2 separate regions of the Mus musculus genome follow, and region 2 is linked to region 1. A link is a contact called in public Hi-C data. All regions are on one chromosome and are shown on one strand. Each heading gives the region's core, a stretch centred on a gene start, on an enhancer-like site or on the middle of the called end of the contact. The rest is flanking DNA. Distances are from core to core; before and after follow the strand shown. Region 1 has its middle 6.3 kb from the start of Gm46455. Region 2 holds the start of Dhrs2 (dehydrogenase/reductase member 2).

Region 1 (4,718 bases), core at 886-3,385:
TGAATATACTTGGCTCATAAAAAGTGGCACTATTGGGAGGCATGGCCTTGTTGGAGTGGGTGTGGCCTTAGAGGAGGAAGTTCATGGCTGTAGGGGTGGGCTTTGAGGTCCTATGCTCAAGATCTGCCCAGTATGGAAAAGAGTATCCTTCTGGCTGCCTTCAGATCAAAATATAGAACTTTTATCTCCTTCTCCTGAACCATGTCTGCCTGCAGGCTGCCATGCTTCCTGCCATGATGATAGTGGACTGTACCTCTGAAATTGTAAGCCAGCCCCAATTAAATGTTGTCCTTTATAAACCTTGCCTTGGTCATGGTGTCTCTTCAGAGCAATAAAACCCTAACTCAGACAATCCCCAGAGGTCTATAGCCTCGTTTTGTTTAGGCTTTTTTAGTTTTTTCTTTTTTCTTTTTTTTTTTTTTTTAATTAGGATTATGTCTCAGTGCCAGGGATATCTCCTTATGAGTTGTTAGTCAGAGAGGCCCCAGAGGCCCCGAAAACACTATAGACTATTGCCAATACTCTCGGTTGTCATTAGGAACTAGATGGTAGGACCTTATTGTTGCCTGAGCGTGGTGACACAGGCCTTTAAACCCAGTGCTTGAGAGGCAGAAGTGGGCAGATTTCTGTGAGTTTGAGGCTGGGCTGGTCTACTGAGTAAGTTCCATGCCAGCTGGTCTAAGCGTGCCTCCTAGGAAAACCCCGTCGTTAATTTAAAACACCCCTACTGCTGAAGACACTTCCACACCTTTGCTGCAAGATAGAAAGAAACGGAGCTGGGACTGAATCGGAAGCTTCCTCCCTGCTTGCCGGCTTCCGCGGTGTCCAGAGGCTCACGCAGGATGTGAATGATTCAGGCATAGGAAGCTGCCGAGAAGTAGGACTTAGGAAACCCAAGCTTTCCCTCGGAAGACATGGCTTCCCTAGCCAGGACAGACACCCTCGTCTTCAGAGAGAAATGGTGAAAAGGAGTATGTAGTGTGAGCATCCAGAGGAGTCGGGAACAGTGCGAACACCTGTGTGTCTGGAGGGCAGAGACGGGGCCTGTGACTTAAAAAGCAGGCTGTGAAGCTCTCTGAAGCAGGTCCATCACGTGCAGCCAAGCCAGGTAACTCCACATAGAGACCCAGGGCCCCAGGAGGCCTCTCGTGAGGGAAGAGATATGCCCCCACAGATATGTGCAGATACCGAGGCAGGGGGAGGGTCTGGCCTTGGAGTCTCAGGCACAACGAGTTGGAAGACTATGGGCAGCTTGTCTACAAGGTCTTCTTTCACCCAAATCCAACTGTGCCAGCTCCACATCAGCCCAGCAGCTCCTGTGTCTCTCAATATGAGGGTCCCATGTGCTTGTACTCCATCTAGGACTAGCTTCCCACTGAGACAGGGAGAGAGTGGTAGGGGACAGGATTAATCCAGGGCCCCTGGGGACTGGCAACCAGAAGAGAGGTGAACTCCAGCAATGCCAGGCCGAGAGACTGAAGGAGCTTGCAGGAGACCGCAATGTGAATGATTCCTGTCAGCTCCAAACCTACTCTGGCCACTCCATCACCCAGGGACTCCTGGTTACTAAGCAACCCCTGCCTTACCTACTACGTCTGCTCTTGTTCCTTAGCAACCCTTGCATAACCCAATTCCCTTGAGTTCAGAGTTGATATCTATAAATTATAAGTAGATGGGTGCTGCTCCAGCAATGGAGAGAAATTTTATATTAAATTCTGGTCTGTAGCTAGCGTCCTCATGAAGGCAACCAAACTCTTCACGTTGGCAGGCTCAGCCTTGGCTTCCAAATTATGCTTCTTTTGATATTTTATTTCCAAAACTGGACCTACCCTGTTCTCCTCCCACCCCTCAGTTTTCCTCCTTTCCCCTCTGAACTGTCCCTTCCTCTTCTCTACGAAATACATTGAAAGTCTTATATTTCCAGGGGCTAAGGGGGTTTCAGATGTTGGTTGATCTACCTTTTCTAAATACGGGGCTCTAAATATTCTAATACCCCTCTGGGGGATTCTTCTCCCCAAGCCACAACACAGATTAACCCCACACAGTGAGGGTAAGTGAACAGAGAATCAAGGCTCCTCCACTAGACCCAAGAGAAAAAGGATTCACACTTTGTGTGTTAGAGCACCCCCTGCTGGAATGCCTGCGTTATAACATGTCTGAGAAGCCGCCCTGTTTCAGGAAATTTCCTTTGGCCTGCTGGTCTGAGCTTGCCTGATGGTATTACAGAGAAGCTAGCCCACTGACTAGAAAAACAGCTCTAGCCTGGTGCAAGCAAACAGACTGCAGAGAGGAGGTGAGCCTTGTCTATGCTTGGTTCTCCTTACATGCCGTGTGCCTTTCACCCAGAGAGAGAGGGAGCAAGAGAGCCCTCACTCACTGGCCCCCAGAGTCACACTTTATTCCAAGGCAGTCTGAAGGAGCCGAGCTGACAGCAGATCCATCCCCTTTGCAGTGGTCTCTAAGCCTGTCCAAGTTGATTAATTCAGATGCATAGATTTGAGAGTGCAGAAGCCAAATGGACATACTTTCAAACCAGCCCCAAATCAGAGGCCAACGACCTTCAATGCTAGGTCCAAAGCAAAAAGAGAGGGCAAAGAAAAAGAAAAGAAAGATTAGGGGAGAAAGTCGATCCTCGTAGTGCAGGCCCGTAACCTTAGCTACTCAGGAGGCTGAGGTGAGAGGATCGTGAACTCAAGGCCAGCCTGAGCAACTTATGGAGACAATGTCACAAAATAAACATTAAAAAAGAGGCTGGGATTATAAACTAGAAGTAGAACACTTGCCTAGCATATGTGAGGTCCTGGGCTCAATGTTTAGTCCTGAAGAGGCAAGGAAGTAAAGAGAGAAAAGTGGGGCGGAAATGAGGAAGGCAGGCAGGAGGGAGAAAAAAAAAACTCAAGGAGAAAATGAGAAGCACACAATGCTTAAAATGCTGACAGTCAGCGGAGAGCTTAAGGATGCTGCTGGGCTCCTGTCATCCCCTCTCAGCTCCTCTGCTCCTCCAAAAGCCGAGGTGACTTGGGTGATCCTGAGGGTTTCCGTGACCGACCAACAGCAACAGACAGCTGCAGACAAGTCCAGAGAGAAAGCGATGGGACATGAAGTGAAAAGGCATGAAGACTCCGCTCCAAGAGTCGTTTGCCCTGGTATAGCCATGAGGCCTTGTCCCAGACCACATCATTCCAACCTTGGGCTGTGAATGTGTTGGGTTGACCTCACGAGCTGTCACAGAGCTGATTTCCTGGGACTGCCGATTCTATCTGAATAAACTCCAATACGGGTGGAATTTACAGTCCCATAATTCAGGAATGTGGGGAAGGGCCTCACCCAAGTTGGGGAGGGCAGAAGCTGGGGGAAGGGCAGACCTGTCAACAAGTAGATGGAGCCCCCACACCTCCCTCCCAAGGACTCTCCCCCCTGATAAACTGTCATATCAGAAACAGACTCAGAACTCAGGCAGGCTCCAGGCCCCAAACAGGGCAAGCCAAGATGGGCGGGAAGACAGCTCTGGGCTCAGCTGGCTGGAGAGGCAGAGCTGGCCACAAGGCTGCAGAGTCATTTCTGCCAGCACCAGAAAGAGGCCACAGGCCGCAGCTGCAAAGCCACTGAATTGGCTCCTCTTTCCCAGGTCAGACCTCTGGAACTAACCAAATCAATAGCTGGAGTTCCTGGTACCCATGAATCGCTCAGGCTGTCCTAGGGAAAACATACGTCAAGCCCGGAACTATGCTGAGTACTGAAAACACCAAAATGAGGAAGGCAGAGCCTGGGTGAGCATTTCCCCACTGAGTTTCAAAATTAGTACAATTAGGTTTGCCATTGATTGGACGATTCTGATAAATGACGTGCAGAATGGTATGAGCGTGGGGCCCGGTCCGTCTGAGAGCAACGAGAAAAGCCACATGGTGAGGTCAACGGAGAAAGCACTGTGCCTTGAGGTGTGTGCTCAGGAGGACCACTCAGTGATGAGGACAGCAATTGGGGCATTGATGGCTTTCAAGACGATATGAGACCCCAGGACTGTAAATCAAGTGAAAAGGGAAACAAGCTAGACCCGGAACACCAGCTTCTTAGATGGCCCCATGACCGCAGCTGCCCAGCATCCTCACCCTGTGTGTTCTCCACTGACTTCAGACCAACTGGCAAAAAACCAGTCTTGCCTCTGAGTGATTAGGACAAAAAGCTGAGTGCCATCTTGGGCCCTCCCTGCCCTCCTGTCTCCGTATTGGCTCAGTCCTATCTAACACATTGAGAGTCACCCATGACAAGGTCCAGGAAGCAAAGACCTGAGTTTTGCAGCCATCTACTCAGTGAGCCAGCTTGGCAGCTAATCTTTGAGCCCTGGTCTAGTGAAGACAACTGCAGCCCAGATGGTAGCTTGACCACAACCTCATGAGAGCACTGAGCTGGAACCAGCAGGTCAGAGCCAATGTGTTCTCTAGCTTGAGGGTTGCAGGCTCTTTTGTTGTGGAGCAATGGGCAACTAAACCAGGAGCCTCGAGAATAATAAAGCCATTCAAGAGATAACAGAAAAACCCTAGAATATAAAGGGCTTTGAATAAAGCAGCCATAATTAAAACATTGTTGCATTGATGCGTGAACAACTGAAGTCATAAAAGCAAAATTTCAGAAATAGACCCAAACACCTTTGGAGGTAAACTCAGGCTACAGAGTAAGACTGATCCTCCCTCTCCATCATTTAGTAGATATCGATTTCC
Region 2 (4,718 bases), core at 590-3,089, 73 kb before region 1:
TTTGGGCTGGAGCAAGCAGGGACTGAGCGTGCGGAGGCCGACTGGAGTGAGCGGGGTTGACCAGAGCAAGCAGAGGTCCTAAAAAATTCAATTCCCAACAACTACATAAAGGATCACAACCATCTGTACAGCTACAGCGTACTCACATACATAAAATAAATAAATAAATCTGAAAGAAAGAAAGGAAGGAAGGAAGGAAGGAAGGAAGGAAGGAAGAAAGAAAGGAAGAAAAAGAAAAGTCAGCTGTTACTATTTGTAATTAGCTAGCTTTGGGGAAGAGCAAGCCACTTTTGTTAGAAATGAATTTGGGGGTCTCAGGAAAATGACCACACAAGCCTAAGTATTTCAGCAGGACAAAAGGCCTCTTTTCTGCAGAAGGGTGCATAGGAAGGGCTTTGTGCAGCCCCAAGTGGTCAGCACCAGGCCCCACATGCTTCCCAGCTAACTGCAAAAGGCACAAGTTAAGAACAACTTCCAAAACCGGGCTGCAAACAGGAACCTGCATTGATTTCCAAAAGAGCTGGCTCTGGAGGAATTTGTATTTCTGCCAAGTGGCTTCTTTACAATTCTTTTTAATGGAGTTCAGCCTCATTTAACCCTTTCCATTCCCCACACTTGTTTGTAAGTTGGCATATTATTCAATTTTCTTACATAATATGCCACACATTTGCAGTGGGACCTGTAGCAACTTCTGAGATGGCAGGATTCCTAGAAGACCCCAAAAGACTCTTCCAGGTCTAATGCGCTCTAGTTTAGCCCCATGGTTCCTCCATCCTCTGCCCTGGCTTGGTGGGAGCAAAGTCTAGGTCTCTGTGAAGGGAGCAGCTCAGCACACTGGTGTCTCTAGAGTAGCTGATAGTTTCACAGTGAAGAATCTAGATTCCGTCTTTTATGTCCTGGTACACCGGAAATGATTATCCATTCCTCCAACAAAAGTGTGTGCAGGTGAGATCAGGAGCATTCAGGGTGGTATGGCCAAGACAGTAGAGCTAGCCCTGGTGGCATAGGTGTGGGGGAGTGAGCCCAACAGTGAGAGAGGAGGTGAGCTGACCCTTGCCAGCTGTGCTACTTGGGTGGGGAAGAGCTGACACCCATGTGTAAGAACGGGAGAGTTGTCAGGTTTCCACCCAGGCCCAGATCCAGGGCTTTGAGTTGGCCCACCCCAACATCTACTCCATCTGTGAACTGCTGGTGTGTGTGAAGAGGCTGGTCCTCCAGAAGGAAAGCTGTAAGATCTGCACAATACAGAGCAACAAGAAGATATCTGACAGGAGTCCCGGGGAGGATCAGTACTGGTAGTGTAGCAGGAGCTAGTGGCCTCTAACCAGACCAATGAGCCATTGCAATGAGTATTTGCAAGAAAAGCTATTTAGGCAAAAGAGTATACTGTATGACACACTGTGACACACGGAAGTTTACATGGTGGGATATTTTGTTTGTTTTCTTTTGGGGGGAAAGTTGCAAGAGTGGAAGGAGGATATGGAGGGACTGGGAGACGAGTGGGTTTAGGGTGCATGATGTAAAATGCACAAAGAATCAATAAGAAGTTCTGGAAAATGAGTGCGGGCCTTTGGACATTCCCTGTCTGTGGGCTCACACTTCCAGTGATGCACAGTGCAGTTACTGACCGCCCCAATCCTCTGGAAGCCAACTCTCTCCCTTTCAGCAGAGGACCTGTGCTAAGAGTGTGTGGGTCCTAAAAGCCTCTGATCTCCCTAAACTCTACAGCCCTCCATTTCTGAGGTCAGGGAGCCTTGGAAGAATACGGCAAACCTACCTCGGGCCAGTGGACTCAGGCACTCAGATTCCTGGAGGGATGTCTCAAGCTGCAGCAGTCACAAAACTACGCGGGTGACAGCCGCCTGCTTTATAGAGGTCTATCCCATCCTCTCTCGCTTCTCAGTCGCCGCCCTTAAGATCACCCTGCTTATTTTCTGTAACACTCCCAAACCCTTTTGATGACTCACGCTGTGTCCTTAGAACTACCTCAGGGTCACCCCCTGAGGCACACCCTTCTATGGCCCCAGATGGGTCCCTAGTAACAGAAGATTAGGAAGAAGACCACTTTATTCCTAGAGTCATTACAGAGAAAATGGCAATTGCAGTAAGAGAGAAGACCCAGAGAACTGAGTTAGGTTATGTGTCAGTACATATCTATTAAATAAATGCAAATATATATATATATGTATATGTATACATTTATATCATACAGAACCAGGGCAATAGATATCCAAGTGGCCAAGATATCCTAAAGGAAACTGTCACAGAAAAAAATCCTGAAGAGCTGTGAGCACCAGGAAACACTGCAGCAGATTTTTATCAAACTCACCACATTCTAAAATCTTTTCTTTTTTCTTTTCTTTTCCTTCTTTCTTTCTTTTCTTTTTTTTAAAATCAAATCCACTCCATTCTAATCTACCATTTTGACCCCTCTGGAGGCATATTTGTCACAGAGCACCAGATGTTTCTGCCAGCAGCACACGCCTCCTCCTGGCATCTTTGTAAACGTTGTTCATTCTCTGCAGGTTCCCTAAGACCTCAGGCACTGTTGTGCAATGTTTAGGTACTCGAGAATCATTTGCAGATTGAAAGGCTGTCACCTCACAATGGGGTACCGTGAGTTTTAGACATGTGCTTATCTCTTCTTTGAAAGTGGTGACATCCCTACATATAGCATACACCAAGTCTATTGGGAAACATTTCAAAGATGAAGAACCGAGATGGGTGATAAAGCTGCTACCCACATTTGACAAGCACTGACATTTCTTCCTGTTTTCTCCAACTTCTATTTAAACGTTAAAAAAAAAAAAGTATTAAAACTTGAACAGAAGTTCTTCTGTGCCTCTTCCGTATCCCATTCCCGTCTCCCTGCCTTCCCAAGCGGCACCATCATCCAGAAGTTACCTGCTTCCCTCTTGTCCACAAGTTTGCATCTCTACTATGTATGCAGCAATGCACACAGAGCATTTCTCTTGCTTTGGTACTTTACTAAGCATGGTATTATCACTCTAAACATACGAAACTTCCTAGTTCTCTGCAGTCTTAGGACTTGGCTATTGAACTGGACAAGTAGCTTCTCTAGTTTATTCATTTGTGCAGCTATAACTATTGCACAGACATAAAATTAGCCTATTCTTTTCCCCTGCTGATGGACAATTACATTGTTTAAACTTTGATTACAAAAAGGAAAAAATGTTACTACATCATCCTGTGAAGTTCCCCCTTGCACCAGATGTGAGCTGCTCTCCAGAGAGCATACTTGGAAGGAGGCAGATGGACCCAAGGGCACATGGGTCACCAGCACAAGCTCAGTGTGCTAAATTCATGTCCACCGGGCAAACCTTTAGTGCAGTCCCTCTGCCCCAATTCACTTCTTTAGTGACCCACTCTCATCATTAACTCCCTGTGTTACTGAGGATGACTTTGAACTTGTGACCCTCCCACCTCTACCTCTGAGAGCTGAATTATAAGAGTGTACCACCACACTTGGTTTGTGCAGTGCTGGGGATCAAACCCAGGGCTTCATACTTGTGAGGCAAACGTTCGCCCAACTGAGCTATCTATACCACAGGTCTCTCTTATTCCTTATAGACAATTCTCTCATAGCCTTTTCTTTCCTTAAATTCCTAACATCATTTGGTTCTGCTCTTTCGGTTGATGACCTTGCTTCTTATGGTACAGGGAAGAAGGTGCAACAGAGAGACTGCCCATCCCCTACCTACATCTCAAACTCTCTGCTTTCCCTCCGAGGATAAGCTGCAGCGCTCTGATATAAAGCTGACCTAAGCCTGACCTCTGAATCCTTCTCACCTCAAGGATGTTGTTCTTTGCTGACTTAGCGCACAAACACTCTGTGTTGGCTCTCAAACTTGGGACAAACAGCTAATTCTGGTGTATATTCAACATATCAAAGCGTACCTGGTCAGCCGGTTCTCCCAGCATCCCTCAGTTCCTACCTGTTACAGGGTGCGGCTGGCATACCCTGCTCTTTACCCTAAACTTCTCCAGTCCAGTGGCTGGGCAGCCCTTCCCCCAACTGCCTTTCCCTACATCATCCAGCCATTTTGGTGACCTGGTCCTTTTGTCTACCCTTTACCCTCCCTGGCCTTTTGGTCTTCTGCTTCTCCCCTCTTCCCTCCTCTCACATCCCTCCCCCCTCTCCCCTTCACCCCTTTTCCCTTTCCTTTCCCACCTCCCCTCTCCTCTTCCCCCTCTCCCCTCCTCCCTCTCCTCACATGGTCCAGCCTACTGCAACCATCCTGCGTAAGTGGCGACATCCTCTGAGATCAGTCTCTGTCCCCTTCCCCTGCTTACTTATCCCGAATGACATTTATCATCACCTAACATACTATGTACATATCCCTGTCTTGTGAGTACAAATCATCTAAAGAGCAGGACCTTTGCTTCATTCATGGCTGTGTGCTCAGCGCAAGGCTTAGCATGTGATGGCAGCTCGACGAATATTTGTTAAATGAATAAACGAATTCTTTTTCCTGAGAGTGAAAGGATTGTGTTTACTATATTTAATTTTTTGAGATGAGGTCACATTCTGTAGCCTTGGTTGTCCTGAAACTCACTCTGGTTGCCTAGAATGGCCTCAGGCTCCCAGAGATCCCCGACCTCTAATTCCCAAGTCCTGAGACTAAAAGGCTTGTGCCATATGTGCCTAGCTACACTTAGTCTTTAATTCAATTTAATTGTTGTTAAATGTGGCTAAA

What was found. A called contact is a pair of places that touch in the nucleus more often than the background predicts.
Region 2: a Hi-C map of granulocyte-monocyte progenitors shows a contact between it and region 1, with 2.3 times the contacts expected there. The contact joins the promoter of Dhrs2 here to the enhancer-like site in region 1. A contact is called at or near these places in 8 of 39 promoter capture datasets (the HPC-7 cell line, embryonic stem cells, hematopoietic stem and progenitor cells and 3 more), 5 of 15 datasets of contacts at CTCF or cohesin (CD8 T cells, the G1E-ER4 cell line, embryonic stem cells and 1 more), 63 of 484 Hi-C or Micro-C datasets (B cells, the Ba/F3 cell line, the C2C12 cell line and 28 more), 8 of 115 datasets of contacts at active chromatin or transcription factors (astrocytes, bone marrow-derived dendritic cells, embryonic stem cells and 2 more) and 2 of 9 other capture datasets (adipose tissue and embryonic stem cells).

The regions. Positions count from the first base shown.
Region 1 is chr14:55,146,103-55,150,820 of GRCm38.p6, reverse strand. No RefSeq gene overlaps it. Among named protein-coding and RNA genes, the nearest start is that of Gm46455, 6.3 kb to the left of the region's middle. Within about 2 kb of position 2,135, at least 80 of the 459 cell types and tissues checked have an H3K27ac peak or open chromatin away from gene starts, as enhancers often do. A contact at or near this core is called in the G1E-ER4 cell line, adipose tissue, bone marrow-derived macrophages and 7 more, where this site is marked.
Region 2 is chr14:55,219,128-55,223,845 of GRCm38.p6, reverse strand. Dhrs2 (dehydrogenase/reductase member 2) reads right to left here and starts at 1,839. Exons shown (of 11, transcript NM_027790.2): 1 at 1,778-1,839; 2 at 1-78.